4 separate regions of the Mus musculus genome follow, and all the other regions are linked to region 1. A link is a contact called in public HiChIP or PLAC-seq and promoter capture Hi-C data. All regions are on one chromosome and are shown on one strand. Each heading gives the region's core, a stretch centred on a gene start, on an enhancer-like site or on the middle of the called end of the contact. The rest is flanking DNA. Distances are from core to core; before and after follow the strand shown.

Region 1 (3,403 bases), core at 609-3,108:
GACTCATAAGGATGGCCTGAAACCCCTGATCCTCTTGCTGCCACCTCCCAAGTGTCCTGATTACAGATATGCACCATCACGCCTGACCTGACCTGCCAGCAATGACTTAAGTAGCAAACAAGGGCACCAAGAATTCAACTCAGAAGGGTCTGAAACCAGAAGTTGTGGCTAACACAATGTCCTATATAGCTTCTAGCTGGAACATGGTATAGAGAGCTTAAATGTTAACTCATACCTATTATATTTCAAAAAAAAAAAAAAAAGTCCTTTGGTGATAAATAACAGCCCTAAAATCTAAGGGACATTCCACTTGGCCACCATCACTTCAGCCAAGGCCCTTCTTTTATAGGCTGGACCCTATTCTCAGGTGGTTGTTACATCCCAGCCCCAATACCAAAAGAGGAAAAACAAACTAGTTCCCCAATTGCTTAACTCAAAAATGAAAGTAGTGCCATGCCTGGACTAAGAGAGAGAGAGAAATGAGGACTGTGTGGCAAAGGAAACACTTTAACACAGAAAGCATGATGGCGCTTATTTCAAGACCCCAAACTCGGAAGGTCTTCCCATCAGTGAAGTAAAGGAAGTGGGTAACAGTTCAGAGCAGTGGAGAAAGAAGCACGCAGGCCAGAAGGCTGCAACCCCACCCCACCACCACCATGGGCACACCTTCTTTAGGGCAGTGCCAGTCAGGCCCGTGTCTGTAGCTAAGAATGCACTGACAGAACCCGGGATGGATGGTCTGGATAACTTGAGGAAACTGCTAATGAGGTCTTGAACATCTCCACACAGTCACTTCTAAATATATCTACACTTATATCGCTATTCAAAACAGTCTGTCAGTCAACCACTCCTTTAAAAATAAACGGGAGCTGGGGTGCAGCGCAGTGGTAAAATGCTTGCTAATGACATGCTCAAGACCATGGGCCTATTCCCAGGATCAGAAGGGAGGAAGACACGGAGAGGTTGGGTGCAACCCGAATGACTGTCCCGTTGTATCCTTGCCTTAGCGACAGGAATCAAGCGAAGTCACGCTTGATTGTTGCCAGGATACTTAACCTCCTCCTTCTCCTCCTCCAGAAAAGCCCCCCTCCCCCCCCCCCCCCGATTGGCCACTGGTTGAAGGAGTTCCATAATACCCCCAGCCCACTTCCGGCCACTCCCACAAGCCCACTCCCCGGACGAGAGGGATTTTCACACACCCCTCCCACCGGGTGCATGCTGCTCCACCCTTGCAGACCTTGGTTTCCCCTGTCGCAAACTAAAAGGGTTGATGGAGATCACGAAAATTGAGATCAGTGTTCTCAATTTCTGATCCATCGCTCTCCACGCGCCTGTGCTTTGCGGAAGCAGACATCCCGTGACCATCCCCTTAACAATACTTGTAATTTTAGCAAAGGAGTGTGATGTGTCCAGAACCGATAAAACAGGCTGTTGCTTCCCAATCTCAGCAAACCCGATCATCAGCTCATCAGCGTGGGTTTCCTCCGCGGCCTTTTCCATCAATCCCACAATCCCATGAAAGAGAAAAAAAAAAAAAAAAAACCTCCCCTGGCCCTCCCAGCCTCTAAACTCAAAGGTGCCTGGCCTTGTATTCGGAAAGAAGTGGGGGTCGGGGAGAGAACCTGCTCGCTCCAGCAGCCCCGGCGTCCCCAGCCGAGCTGAGCAGGTGCCGGGGCAGGCGCGGCGCCCGCCACCCGACTCCCTCCCTAAGGCTCAGTTTACTCACACGCGGTTCTGAACGCCCGGCCCGGAGCACGGCGGAGTTTGCTGACTCAAGGCGCGGCGGCGACGAGCGCCTAAGAGCGAACCCGAGGAGCGCAGCCCCGCGTCCAGCGCACGCAGCGCCCCGCCCCGCCCTGCGCGCCCGCCGCCGCCCCCCACCCCCACCCGCCACTGCCAGCCTTAACGTAGGAAAGGCCACCTAGCTAGCGGGTCTTTCTCCCTACCCAGCAGTGAGGAATCAAGATGAGAGAAGCCAATAACAAACAAGCATGACTAGATGTTAGCAGGATCTCGATGGAGGGCATATACTGTTTGCTATAACAATATTTTTAATATCTCCGTAACTTTTTAAAAAATGTGTTTTCATGTACGATGAGGAGAAAGCTATGAGAGTCTGCCAAAGATATGTCCGGTTCCTATAGATCATCTGAGCTGGCTCTCACCCACCTGTGTGCATGGCTCAAGGCTGAGAGCACTTTTTGCCCTTGCAAAGGACCTGGCTCCCAGCATCCATACAGTAGCTCACAACTGCCTTTAACTCCAGTCACCACCCTCTTCTGCCCTAGCACTCACGTGGTGCACATACATCCAGGAAGCCAAAACAGTCATAAAATAAAATAAATAAATCTAAGGACAAAAAAGAAAGACTCAGCGAATCTTGGACCATCCAGCATCCTCCTAGAAAAGTTGTCCATGACTATATTCCATAGCTACACTGACCTCCTGAACAAAACTTGCCAAAATGCAATGTCTTATCTTAGACTCGTATCTCTGAGTGCTGCATCATTGTTTTTTTTTTTTTTTTTTTTTTGCATCATTGGTATTTAATGACCTAAAATTGCACCCAAACTATAATACATGCAACCATCGTTTGTTTTGCTTTTTGTATGTTTGTTTGTTTTTCGAGACAGCGTTTCTCCTTATACCCCTGGCTGTCTTGGAACTCACAGATTTTTGAGTTTAAGGCCAGCCTGGTCTACAAAGTGAGTTCCAGGACAGCCAAGAATACACAGAGAAACCCTGTCTTGAAAAACCAAAAAAAAAAAAAGTACAAAAACTTTACTATGAGAGCATTTAGCCCTGGAGATTGAGAATTGAATATGTGATATTTATACAGCTTAAGCCTAGGATCTTAATGTATTGTTTTAAGCAATCTGGGCACATTTCAAACCTATGTTCAAGTAATGTCTACAAAAATTCACCCTAATGGAATAGTCATTTACTTTATACTTTAAGTACTCAATAGCTGGTTTTAAACTACAATATGTTAGTATACAGTATTGGAGGACAATAGAATTTGTTATATTTTGTTTTTGTTTGTTTGGTTTTGTGTTTATTTAAGACATGGTCTTAATATATATAGCTGTCCTGGAACTCTATGTAGACCAGGATGGTTTCGAACTCACAGAGATCCGCCTGCCTCTGCCTCCCAAGTGCTGGGATTAAAGGTGTGCACACTCTGCCCAGTGTTTGACAATGCATTTAAGATTTACAACATTTATGGATTTAGCACGGTAATGACTGAAACACGTGTGCAATCTCAGCATTCAGGAGCTGGAGGCAGAAGGATCATAGCATGTTTGAAGCTTGGTTGTATTAGGAACCAACTTCTGTCTTAGTTACTTTTCTGTCACCGTGATAAGACACAATGACCAAGGCACCTTAAAGACGATGAGTTTAT
Region 2 (3,451 bases), core at 629-3,128, 710 kb before region 1:
AGAGAGGCTGTCTGCAGAGAGCTGCTGCTCATCTGAATTTCTTTCTCTCTTTCCTTTCCTCCCTTGTCTCCTTGCCTCCTTCTTCCCCTTCTGTCCCTCTTTCTTTCTTTATCCCTTTCTTTTACATTTAGATGCTCAGATACCCAGGCCTCCCACCCATCACCTCTCGAGAGACAGAGGTAGAACTGGCAGAGATTCCTCTTGAGTATTAGCAGAGGCATAGCCTCCTGGGTGTGGGCTTGCCAAGCAGCTGCAACCAACTGCAGTGTCTTGCATCTCAGAAGCCAGAGCCTAGCCTCTACCTGGTCAGCTTCCCTGTGTCCTCTCCCTCTCAGAGTGCTATCAGGGTTGTTTTTGTCCTGGATTCCTTTTGGGAGGAACCAGAATATAGCCAACTAAAAGCAAGACTCTCTCCCTGCCATTTGCAGAGGTCTGAACAATGTGGTTCAAGGGTCCTGGGCAGTCAGTAGCTCTCTAGTTCCAACTGGAGCTGGCAGGACTGGGGCATCCTGGAGACCCTGTAACCCACAGGTCAGAAGTAAAGCATCCACTATGCAAGCTCCATGGATCCTGCCGAAAAAGGTCACCTTTCCTAAGTTTGATATAAGGTCCACATTTGGGGGCTAGCATGCCGTAGGCTGACCATTTTCAATTGCCCAAAGGTAGCACCCTGGGCTCTAGAGTCTCTTATAATAGGGCCCAAACCCAGCTCAGCCTCCTAGGGAATGGACTTCCTCATCACCACCTTGTTAAAATGTGCACAGTATACGACAAAAATGGCTGGGAAAAGGACTGCCCTCGCCATGTCTTTGGGGGTAGAGTGGGGTACAGACAGGTTTGGTCAGAACCTCCTGGAGCCAAGGAATGTTTAGGCTCAAAGGAGAGCGAGAGAGAAAGCAGTGTGGCGGAGGTATTTGCTAGACACATTCTCCCAAGGTTTTCCTTCCAGTTCTGCCAGCACAGAAAGGCCAGAGACCCAAAGCCAGCATTCTAGTCCTCTAAAGGTAGAGGATGGGGAGTATGCGTTTGCCTCTGAACTGTGGTTTGGGAGGTCGGGAGTGGTGGTGGTGGTGGTGGTGGGCTCTTGCCAGTCTATTGATTTTTCACCTCACTAAGGCAGCTGTGCAAGGTTGGATGACAGGAGTAGAGAGCATGAACCGATTGATCACAGTGAAGGAGAAAAACCTTCACTGACCAGAGGATGGTGTAAGACAGTGAGGACAGAGGATCCAGGCATTGATCATCGGCCGATGGATTTCGGACAATATTCATTCTTTGTGAGATGTTTGAGGCCGTACTGGTTTACTGTAGGTTCTGGACCGTCCAAAGATCTTGACAGCCTTAGTATGACTTTTTTACCAGCCACTTTGGGAAGCCAAACTTAAGAATTGAGGCCAGCTCCAGGCCCAGAAATGTATAGGATAGCTAGCCTGCTACAGGGCCCGTTTAAATGATCAAGGCGACGGGGACTCATGGCCACTCCATAGCAGACATGGGAGCACCCAAGGTTGGCTGGGGTGCACATCATAAACACTCCACTTGTTAACAGCGCAGAGCCCAAGGGTGCTTCCAAATAGTCCCTTGCATGGGGGGGGGGGGGGTACAGGTTCAAGAGCCAGGTCCCCCAACCTCCACTTTGAGGCAGCCCCCACAGTTCCGGCCTTTGAGCCATAGGTGTCAGGCGTGCGTCTTCTGGCCCATCAATACAGATTACATATTTATATCAATCGCGGGCTCCGAGGGCGCCCTCAGAGAGCGGCCCCGCGCCTACGAAACCAAACTGGGAGTGGTCGCGTGGAAACTCTGGCTCGGGATTGGCTGCAAGCGCCCGCCGCGGTGCGGGGGGGATTGCTAATCGTATTCAGCATGTTTTGCACAAGAAATGTCAGCCAGAAAGGGCTATCTGCTCCCTTCGCCAAATTATCCCACAACAATGTCATGCTCGGAGAGCCCTGCCGCGAACTCCTTTTTGGTCGACTCGCTCATCAGCTCAGGCAGAGGCGAGGCTGGTGTTGGTGGCGGTAGCGCGGGGGGCGGTGGAGGTGGCTACTACGCCCACGGTGGGGTCTACCTGCCGCCTGCCAGCGACCTGCCCTACGGGCTGCAAAGCTGCGGGCTCTTCCCCGCGCTGGGCAGCAAGCGTAATGAAGCGCCGTCGCCCGGAGGCGGTGGCGGTGGTGGCAGCGGGGGCCTGGGTCCTGGGACGCATGGCTACGCGCCCGCGCCCCTAGACCTGTGGCTGGACGCGCCCCGCTCCTGCCGGATGGAGCCGCCCGACGGGCCGCCGCCACCGCAGCCACAACCCCAGCAGCAGCAGCAGCAGCCGCCGCCGCCCCCGCCGCAGCCACCTCAACCCCAGCCACAGGCCACTTCGTGTTCTTTTGCGCAGAACATCAAAGAAGAGAGCTCCTACTGCCTCTACGATGCTGCGGACAAATGCCCCAAGGGCTCGGCCGCCGCTGATCTGGCCCCTTTCCCGCGGGGCCCGCCGCCCGACGGCTGCGCCCTGGGCGCCTCCAGCGGAGTGCCAGTACCCGGCTACTTCCGCCTGTCGCAGGCCTACGGCACGGCCAAGGGCTTCGGCAGTGGCGGCGGCGGCACGCAGCAGCTCGCTAGTCCCTTTCCTGCGCAGCCCCCGGGGCGCGGTTTCGACCCGCCGCCCGCACTGGCCTCTGGCTCGACCGAGGCAGCCGGGAAGGAGCGAGTCCTAGACTCCACGCCACCACCCACTCTGGTTTGCACCGGTGGCGGCGGCTCGCAGGGCGACGAGGAGGCACACGCGTCATCCTCGGCGGCTGAGGAGCTGTCTCCAGCCCCTTCAGAAAACAGTAAAGCTTCGCCGGAGAAGGACTCCCTGGGTAAGCAGAGCTCAACCGAGGGCTCAAGTCAGACGGGCAGACAGACAGACAGACAGACCCACAAGGAAGGAGCAGAGGACCAGAAGCCCGCGCGGCAGCCGTAGGCCTTGGCCCAAACTGACGGCAGGCTGACCTTCTGAACTTGTTTTTAATATTTGGGCGTGGGGATGCTGTAAAAATCCACGTCCGGCTTAGGGCCCCACACCAAGACGTCCTCAGCTCTGGCCCCTGCTCACCCAGACTTGGGGGATGAGAACACCAGCGAGCAGCCCTCCTCCCGTGCTTGCACTTTCTCGTGGCCCTGAGTACCCCCAAGCCCTGGTCCTTAGCCCAGCCTGCTCAGCGCGGCCCACGCGGGGGGGAGGGGCAGGGAGGAAAAGTGGCTCGCTTGCAGATAGCACGGATGTTTGTAAGGCATCCAAAATAAGCAGCCGCCAGAGCCAATAAATAAGCCCATTAACCGGCGAAGTTCGAGTTTACGATCCCCCATGCGTTTTTCAAAGTTTCTGGAGGGGCGGGAGTCCTGGTTGTAAGAAAAAAGAAAAGACAAATTCGGCCGGAACGCTTGGGCCCAGAGCTGAAAACCTAGGAAT
Region 3 (3,471 bases), core at 799-3,298, 740 kb before region 1:
TTGCCCCCCACCCCCAGCCTGCCTGGGGTGGAATCAGAGGGTAAGGTGTCCTGCAAATCCAGCCCATAAAGCTGCTTGGATACATTAGAAACACATGAATATCCCGAAATACAAAGTGTCTTTAAAACCAGCCATGGACTGTTTATCCTAATACCAGATCAATGCAAAGAAGTAGTTCCAGAGAATGGTGCTGACAGCCTCTTCCGAGTTAAAGTGAGGGCAGGTAAATTTAATTTGCAAATGAAAATCAAATCTGATCAGACCTCCTGTTTGGTTCCCTTTGTCCTTTTCTTCTCCAACCCTAGGAGCCTAGGGTCTAGGAGCCCAGGGTCCTGTAATCCTGGTTGGTCAGGAGTCCTCTATCAAGAAAAAAAAAAAAAAAAATGCAGCCAAATCAGGCCAGATGCAAGAGGGCTGTCAGCGCCAATGGACCCAGGTTTGACTAGTAAAACCAAGAGCTTAGGAAAACCTATGGAGACCCCTTGAACAAAGGCTGGGCTGTAGCCATGCTGCCCTTGAAGGCCTTCGCTGAGAAATCTGCATGCATCAGACAAAACTGGGGCATCAGTGGAGACTTCTCTAGCTTCCACCCCAGCCTGGCTCTTGGCTCCAGAGCTCCTATGGCCACTATTGTCTGAAGGTGACCGTGAATGCTCTGACTTCTCTTCCCTAAGCCATGGAGAACCATGTTAAGTTGTTGGTGTTTCTGCAAGAAGAACCCCAAGCCTGAAGACAAAAAGAGCTCAGAAAGTCAGGCCCTGCCAGCTGGACAGACACACAAATTTTCCCTGTGCCTTTGGTAAATGAGGAAGAACACTGGATGAGACTGCTGGCTCTTTAAGAGTCAGGCTTCATCCTCCAGCCGTTCTTTTCCCACACCAAGCTGGTCTGGTATAGTCTGGAGCATTGTATAAGAAACCATTAATGAATCTCTTCTCTCCCTCTGAAAGTCTGAGGAATTGCTGTTTTACAGTGAGTAGAATTTCTAGAAAGTCTTACCCCAAATTATTCCCAGAGTTCATTCTAATATGAGAAACAATTTCCAATGATGCCTACAGCTCAATTACTAGCAGGACATGCAGATACTTTAAAACAGTGAAGAAGCAACCCAGGAAAGGGAGAAGGAGCTAGATATGCTCCTATGCCCTTGATACAAGCCTAGTAGAAAATCCACATCAATGTATGAGATTTAAGACAGGGGGAGAACAAGGATGCTACTTTCTCTAAATAATTCTGTCTTGGGTTTTCTCTCTCTCTCTTTTAAATTGATAAGAAAATATAAACTTCAGTAATTCACATTCCAAGTCCTTCCACGACAGGGATACCACGTGTAGGAAGCAAAGCCCACTGAATTCAAAGATGCAGCCCAAAGCCTCCCCGCTGCTTCGTTCTTCCCAGACAAACCTGCTTCTGATTCCTCTGTGGAAAAAGATGAGTTCCTTTCTCACCATTTTTGGAGCCGGAGGGACCCAGCCGACTTTGGCAGTCTGTAGAGCTGAGGCCCTTCCCCTGAGTGCAGGGCTCCCGGCTCCAGTGAACTGAGGGGGAGGAAAGAACGTGGAGCTGGTCTTGGCTGCTGTGTGGACCAGCAGTACAGCCACTGCCAGAGGTGAACTGGCATAGGCATCGGCTGGTGGAGCCTTCCTGAGCTGTGTTTTCGTTTTTTCCGAACCTAGCTGGAAAACTTCGGAGGTTCAGAAACCCAGCTAAGAGCAGGGCGGCCGACAGAAAAGAACCAGTCCAGCCTGTAAACACCGCCCCCAAAACTCTACAAAGAGAGAGGGAAAAAAAAAAGATGCTGAGAAACCAAACAGAGCCAGAAGCCAGATAGCAAAGGATGGGGGAATTGAGAGCGAGGGGAGGTGGGCAGTCGGCTCTGTCTCTGGGCTTTCATTGTAGTTTCTCACGCTGACTAGACAGCAACTTTCAACTTGACCTTGGCCTCCAGCGTGTCTGACCTGTATGTAAACTGCCCTCGAGTCTCCGAGAGTCTCCGAGAATTGGAGCCTGGAACCGTACTTCGTCTCTTTGTCACTGTTGAGTTTTACAATGCCACTTAGAGGGAGGAAGGAGTGGGGGGACGGATGAAAAGGGCTCCAAAGTAACACAGAAATCAAGTCTTCACAGAGGTTGGTTCTTTAGTCTGCAAATGGTCAGGCAGTAAGAAGGTAAACTCGGGGCAAATCAATATTTACCCAGGACCGCTAAAGTCAGGAGAGAAAGGACTCCCTGGGTGTGGGGGAGAATTGGGTGTGGGGATCAGGGAAGGTTTTATTGGGCGACACTTAACATTAGTCAGAACAAACCCAGGATCCGGGCAGATAAAAGCCTGAGCCTCGCCTTACTGGTCCCAATCTTACCAGAAGCCCAGGGGGCTTACAGAGCAGCAGATGAATTGGGTGGTATGTCTGATGCTCTAGCTTAGGGCTAAGTCTACAAGCTAGGACTAGAGAACAGGTCCAAGCCTGGCTGCCTACCAGAGCATTTGAGCAAAGATAGTACAGAACTCTTCCCAGTCTATATTTTCCAGAACGCACCACTTTCACTTTGACCATTTGTTCCCCTCTGGATGTCTGACCAGTTCACACTTGCACAACCAGAAATGCATGTAGTCCTAAGGAGGCAGGGTCCCCAGAATCCTTTATCAAAACACTGCATCCAAACGTTGCTCTCCCAATACAAACACCCCACCAAGCTCAAGGTACAGAGGAACTCATCAGCTGAACCCCGGCACCTTGAACCCACTACAGGCTGAGCCCCTATTAGGAGAAAAACCATGAAAGGATCCCAAAGAGCCTTTTTCTCTTTCCCCAAAACGGAATGCAACAGTGGATTGCCAGGTGTCTGAAGTGTCCAACTCAGGATCTATGGAGTGACTTGTAGGAAGTCCCAGAACCGTGGCTGGAGTTCCAGCCAGCAGCCCAGCTGGGGCCTGTTCCTCTTAAACCCCTTCAGGAAAAGGCAGCCGGACTCCTGAGACAGGAGTGTGAGTGAATGGTGCTTTCTTCATCTGAAATCCTCTGCGGACCAGAGAGAATAGCTGCTGCATCGGAATGAATAGCGAGCTGTATATACAAGTTGGACAATGTGGCAGTATGCATCTCTCTCTCTCTCTCTCTCTCTCTCTCTCTCTCTCTCTCTCTCTCTCTCTCTCTCTCTGTGTGTGTGTGTGTGTGTGTGTGTGTGTGTGTGTGTGTGTGTGCGCGCGCGCGAATATTTGCGCTCGCGTGTGTGATGAGTGTAGGAGATACAATTAGTTGTTCTGATCTTCTGAGTCCTTAGGCCTAATTGAAATTGTCCTCTAGAGCCTGAGAACAGGGAAGGGAGCTCCCAAATGCAGCCCAAACTTCCCAGAGAAATGTCCTGGGACCCTTGCTCCAGACTTCTCCTGGAACCAACAGGAAACAAACGCCCTTGTTCCCCAGGGGGGGGTGGGGAGTGCAATCTCGGCCAGGCGAAAGCTCCCACATC
Region 4 (3,600 bases), core at 475-2,974, 690 kb before region 1:
ACTGTATATTTGAACCAGATTTTTTTTGTGTTGTTGTCATTTCTATAATCTTGGAGCTCATTTGTAAAGGAATGTCTTGACTTTGGAAGGATGTTTTAATGGGGTGACTTTGTAGCATGGTGTGTTGTATTGAACTAATTCTGTAGTGGGTGGGGGAAGTCCAGCACCCACCGGGGCCATCATCTCCCTTGTCTCCTCATGTCCCGTCCCACCCCCCAGCCTGGGGTTCAGAGAAGGCACGCTTCCCAGCCCAGCTACCTGTGTTTTATGTAACAATAAAGATGCTTGGTGACAAAGAAACACGGACTGCTTTATCCAGAGGGTCTTGTGCAAGGGGAAGTGGCCATAGCTGAAGGACCAGCCCTGGCTGTAGGCCAAAGAGACACGGGAAACAAATGCAGAGCCACTGTCCCTGAGTCCAAATTTTAGCTATTCATGGACAAATGTATCATGTCTCTTTTCACATGTTTTTATGTGTACTTAAGCACATTTCTATTTCTCTGTGTGCTTGCTTATAGTTATAATTGTATGCATTCCCACACACATGCGTGTGCATCAACATTTCTCATGTCTATAATTGTGTGTGTGGGTTTCTGTGTTTTTCTGTGACTATAATTGTATATATGCCTTCCTCTTTGTAGATGGTTTTTGTCTGGCTATTGTATGTGCACCAATATCTATTTAGATCCATTGAAAAAAGACTATTTGTTAATGCTACATATTCTATCTACGGCCTCTCAAACTTTCATAAATTCCATGAACGAATTCCAAATTCAACTTTCCTCTAAAGGTGTAGACTGAGCTCTAAAAGGGTATTACCTACCCTCCAATTGATCCCGGATTCCACATGCGTCCTGAGTACAGTCCAGGGGTAGGAAAGACATGGAATTCAGGGTCCCTGCTGCAGTACCCCCACTTAGCCTTCAGAAAGGGTGAGGATGCCCCAGGGTCCAACACTGCAGCTGAGGGATTCTTGGACGACATGGGCCTCAAACCCTGCGGCGCAACCAAGTCCAAGTCCTGTTGCTGAGGAAGGACTGTGGCTGGGGAAGGGGCTAGCGGTGAGAGACCAGGGGCGAGAGGCGGTGGAAGTAGCTTAGAGCATCCTGAGCTGGGCCCGCGAAGGTCTCCATTCTTATCCCCTGACTAGGCTGGGCCAGTTTCTTAGGACTTTTTTTTTTTTTTTTTTTTTTAAATAAAATCGGACCTAAAAGGGTCTGAAAAACCTGCAGCCCCAAATCGGGACAGACTCGGTGGTAAGATGGCGTCTGTGTAAGAGCCGCCTCCTCTTAGTGATGGGGAAAGGGTCATAAATCCGTTGTTGTTTATGAAAATTTACAACTTTGCAATACAACTTTATGAGTTGTTCGGCCCTTCCATTGGCCGCTGTCGGTCATGTGGATAGGAACCGTGAACATGAACTTTTTTATAATTTCCCTTGCGAGAATAGAGCCGCATTCTTTTGCTCCGCTCCATCCTGCGTGCTTCGGAGCTCTGCCTTGCCAGCCTGCCTGGGCTGCGCTTTGTCCGGCGATGGCGAGCGAGGGGAAGCCGCTGCCAGGCCCAGGCCAGCCGTTGTCGCTGGAGGTGGAGCGCGTCCAGTTCCTGGAGCAGCCGCCGCTGCTTTGCAACTTGCAACCTGGCTAATTTCCTGCGTCCTCTGGCACCAGGAAGGAGGACAATTCGTCTCTTGGGCTGCCGAAGCGACAGCTGTCAGAGAGGCAGAAGCTTCTGGGAGCCGCGGTCTGAAGGTGAGACCTGTGGGAAGGAGACAGGGCAAAGGTGGGTGAGGTACTACAGTGGTAAGAGAGGGCACCAGGAACGACTTTGAAAAGGGGCCTTTTTCACGCTCTTTCAGTACTGTCCTTTCATTTTCAGCCCCAATATACACCACAGTCCAAACACGTCACTCATTCTCACCCACTACCGCCACCACCTACAATCACTCCTTTTCCCTCCTCCCTCAAGGCGGATCAGCCTTCCCTCTGTGGCACAGCGCCTTGGCACGGCGCAGCACCGCTTGGGTCTTCGCCCCCTCCCCCCTCCATTCCCCAGTGACCCTCGGGAAGCCCCAAAGGAAGTCATTTGGCATTCTACTGTTCCCTACTGGCCTCTGGGGTTTGGGATTATTTCATTCGTGACCCAATTGATTCAACTGACTTCCCCAATAGCCAGAGGTAGTTCCCAACCTGGGAACGAGGACGGAGAGGCGAGCAAAGTAGCACGGGCGTTTTGTTAGCTTCGGCACACTGTTTTTTCCTGTGGGGGCTAGGAAAGGAAGCAAACACAGAAACAAAACTTACTAATTCAGAGTTCTCCGATGGTTGCCTGCTTCGTTTGCCCGGTTTTCTGGTTAGAGTGATTTCTCGAGCCCTGGAAGAGGGGCTAGATGCGTGTGTGGAATTCTGTGTTGGAGGAGAGAACCGAGTTAATTGGGTGCTAAGGTGAGGGGGTGATGTTTCCGTGCAGGGGCTGCTGTGTTGACGCAGGTGGAAGGAGCACATCTGAGGTTTCTGAGGGAAGGTTGCAAAATGGTGTCTGGGCAATAGCAGGGTCGCAGTCCCAAGCCACCTAAGTACAGTGGCAGGTTGGTGTCCACGGTCCTCCACCTCCCCGGCTTCCAGCGAGAGGACTACAGCTAGCAGCGAGACAGCACTAAGAGCTGCGGGCCTAGCAATGGCTTTGCATGGCACGGTGGCACCAGTCATGGTGGGTGGGCCTGAAAGCGGGTCTGACCAGGTTAGATTTGCCCCCGGGAGACAGAGCTACCCAAGCATCAGTCGCGAGTTCCCTGGCTATGGTTCTTTTTTGTTTATTTGGTTTTTGGTTGTTGTTGCTGCTGCTGTTTTCCTATCTCAAGATAGTATGTCGGCCTAGGCCAGACAATTAAGAAGGACGTGTAGATGCTTGGAATGTTTGCCGCCGGACAGCTCTGTGGATGCGCCCCGGGCAGGGGCAGATAAAGCGCCGCATTTGCCTCCTAGGGCCGCTGGCTGCCTGACTGCGGCTGCCGCAGGCGGATTATTTATTGCGACCGAACAGGGAGCTCGCTGCTGCCACGCTGTGGCCGTCGCCGGGACCGGCGCCAGCAGCGTCCCGCCTCTTTGAGCCTGGCGCGACTGCTGTACGGGCCCCTCAGAATCCCCAGAAGCAGGGGAAGGGGGGCACAAAAGGGGACCTGAGGGGCAGTCTCCAAGGGTTTATTTGGCTGTGAAATCTTCTTGCTTCGGCTACCCATGACAGAAAGCTCAGCCGCTGGAATAGATTCGGGTCCTTCCCTCTCCCCTAACCCAGCACCATGGAGACTGTTTGTACAGGCCGCCTGGCTGGTCATGGCTGCTTCTGTCCAAACTGCGCGTCCCAAAGGCGTCCTGAGGGCTCACGCCAGTTGGGGAACGCTTTGGCTTTGGGATTCTGACATCGGAGAGACCATTTGTAGTTCCGAGGCCTGCTGACCTGACTGGCCCTGAGGATTGGCTATGGCATGGAAGGCAGCTCCAGGAGAGGGCTGGTAACTGACAGAGGCCCACACCTGTGTGCTTTGGGTTCTGGCCTAGAGATTTGACTGGATGGAGGTGGACCTTCTGGGTCTTCCCACAC

Evidence for each region. Promoter capture Hi-C pulls out the DNA fragments that hold promoters and counts their contacts. HiChIP or PLAC-seq counts read pairs in DNA pulled down with a chosen protein or histone mark.
Region 2: a promoter capture Hi-C map of pre-B cells shows a contact between it and region 1, with 4 times the contacts expected there. The contact joins the promoter of Hoxa10 here to the promoter of Snx10 in region 1. A contact is called at or near these places in 8 of 39 promoter capture datasets (the 3T3-L1 cell line, the C10 cell line, embryonic stem cells and 5 more), 1 of 15 datasets of contacts at CTCF or cohesin (embryonic stem cells), 6 of 484 Hi-C or Micro-C datasets (CD4 T cells, CD8 T cells, bone marrow-derived macrophages and 1 more), 8 of 115 datasets of contacts at active chromatin or transcription factors (acute myeloid leukemia, bone marrow-derived macrophages, embryonic stem cells and 3 more) and 3 of 9 other capture datasets (adipose tissue, embryonic stem cells and macrophages).
Region 3: a contact with region 1 is called in an HNF4G HiChIP or PLAC-seq map of pancreatic cancer cells. The contact joins the promoter of Hottip here to the promoter of Snx10 in region 1. A contact is called at or near these places in 2 of 115 datasets of contacts at active chromatin or transcription factors (pancreatic cancer cells and stem cell-derived neural progenitor cells).
Region 4: a contact with region 1 is called in an H3K4me3 HiChIP or PLAC-seq map of stem cell-derived neural progenitor cells, with 5 times the contacts expected there. The contact joins the promoter of Hoxa3 here to the promoter of Snx10 in region 1. A contact is called at or near these places in 15 of 39 promoter capture datasets (the 3T3-L1 cell line, the C10 cell line, the HPC-7 cell line and 6 more), 2 of 15 datasets of contacts at CTCF or cohesin (the NIH/3T3 cell line and embryonic stem cells), 11 of 484 Hi-C or Micro-C datasets (CD4 T cells, LSK cells, bone marrow-derived macrophages and 4 more), 13 of 115 datasets of contacts at active chromatin or transcription factors (acute myeloid leukemia, bone marrow-derived macrophages, embryonic hindbrain and 7 more) and 3 of 9 other capture datasets (adipose tissue, embryonic stem cells and macrophages).

Annotation. Positions count from the first base shown.
Region 1 is chr6:51,522,358-51,525,760 of GRCm38.p6, reverse strand. It overlaps Snx10 (sorting nexin 10), which reads right to left and starts at 1,858. Exons shown (of 7, transcript NM_001127349.1): 1 at 1,727-1,858.
Region 2 is chr6:52,233,366-52,236,816 of GRCm38.p6, reverse strand. Hoxa10 (homeobox A10) reads left to right here and starts at 1,878. Exons shown (of 2, transcript NM_008263.3): 1 at 1,878-2,858. The coding sequence starts at 1,883.
Region 3 is chr6:52,261,352-52,264,822 of GRCm38.p6, reverse strand. It overlaps Hottip (Hoxa distal transcript antisense RNA), which reads right to left and starts at 2,048. Exons shown (of 2, transcript NR_110442.1): 1 at 1,959-2,048.
Region 4 is chr6:52,211,191-52,214,790 of GRCm38.p6, reverse strand. Hoxa3 (homeobox A3) reads left to right here and starts at 1,724. Exons shown (of 5, transcript NM_010452.3): 1 at 1,724-1,751. It overlaps Hoxaas3 (Hoxa cluster antisense RNA 3), which reads right to left. Exons shown (of 3, transcript NR_015611.2): 2 at 2,304-2,405; 3 at 1,194-1,758. It overlaps Mira (mistral long non-coding RNA), which reads left to right. Exons shown (of 1, transcript NR_045199.1): 1 at 1-300.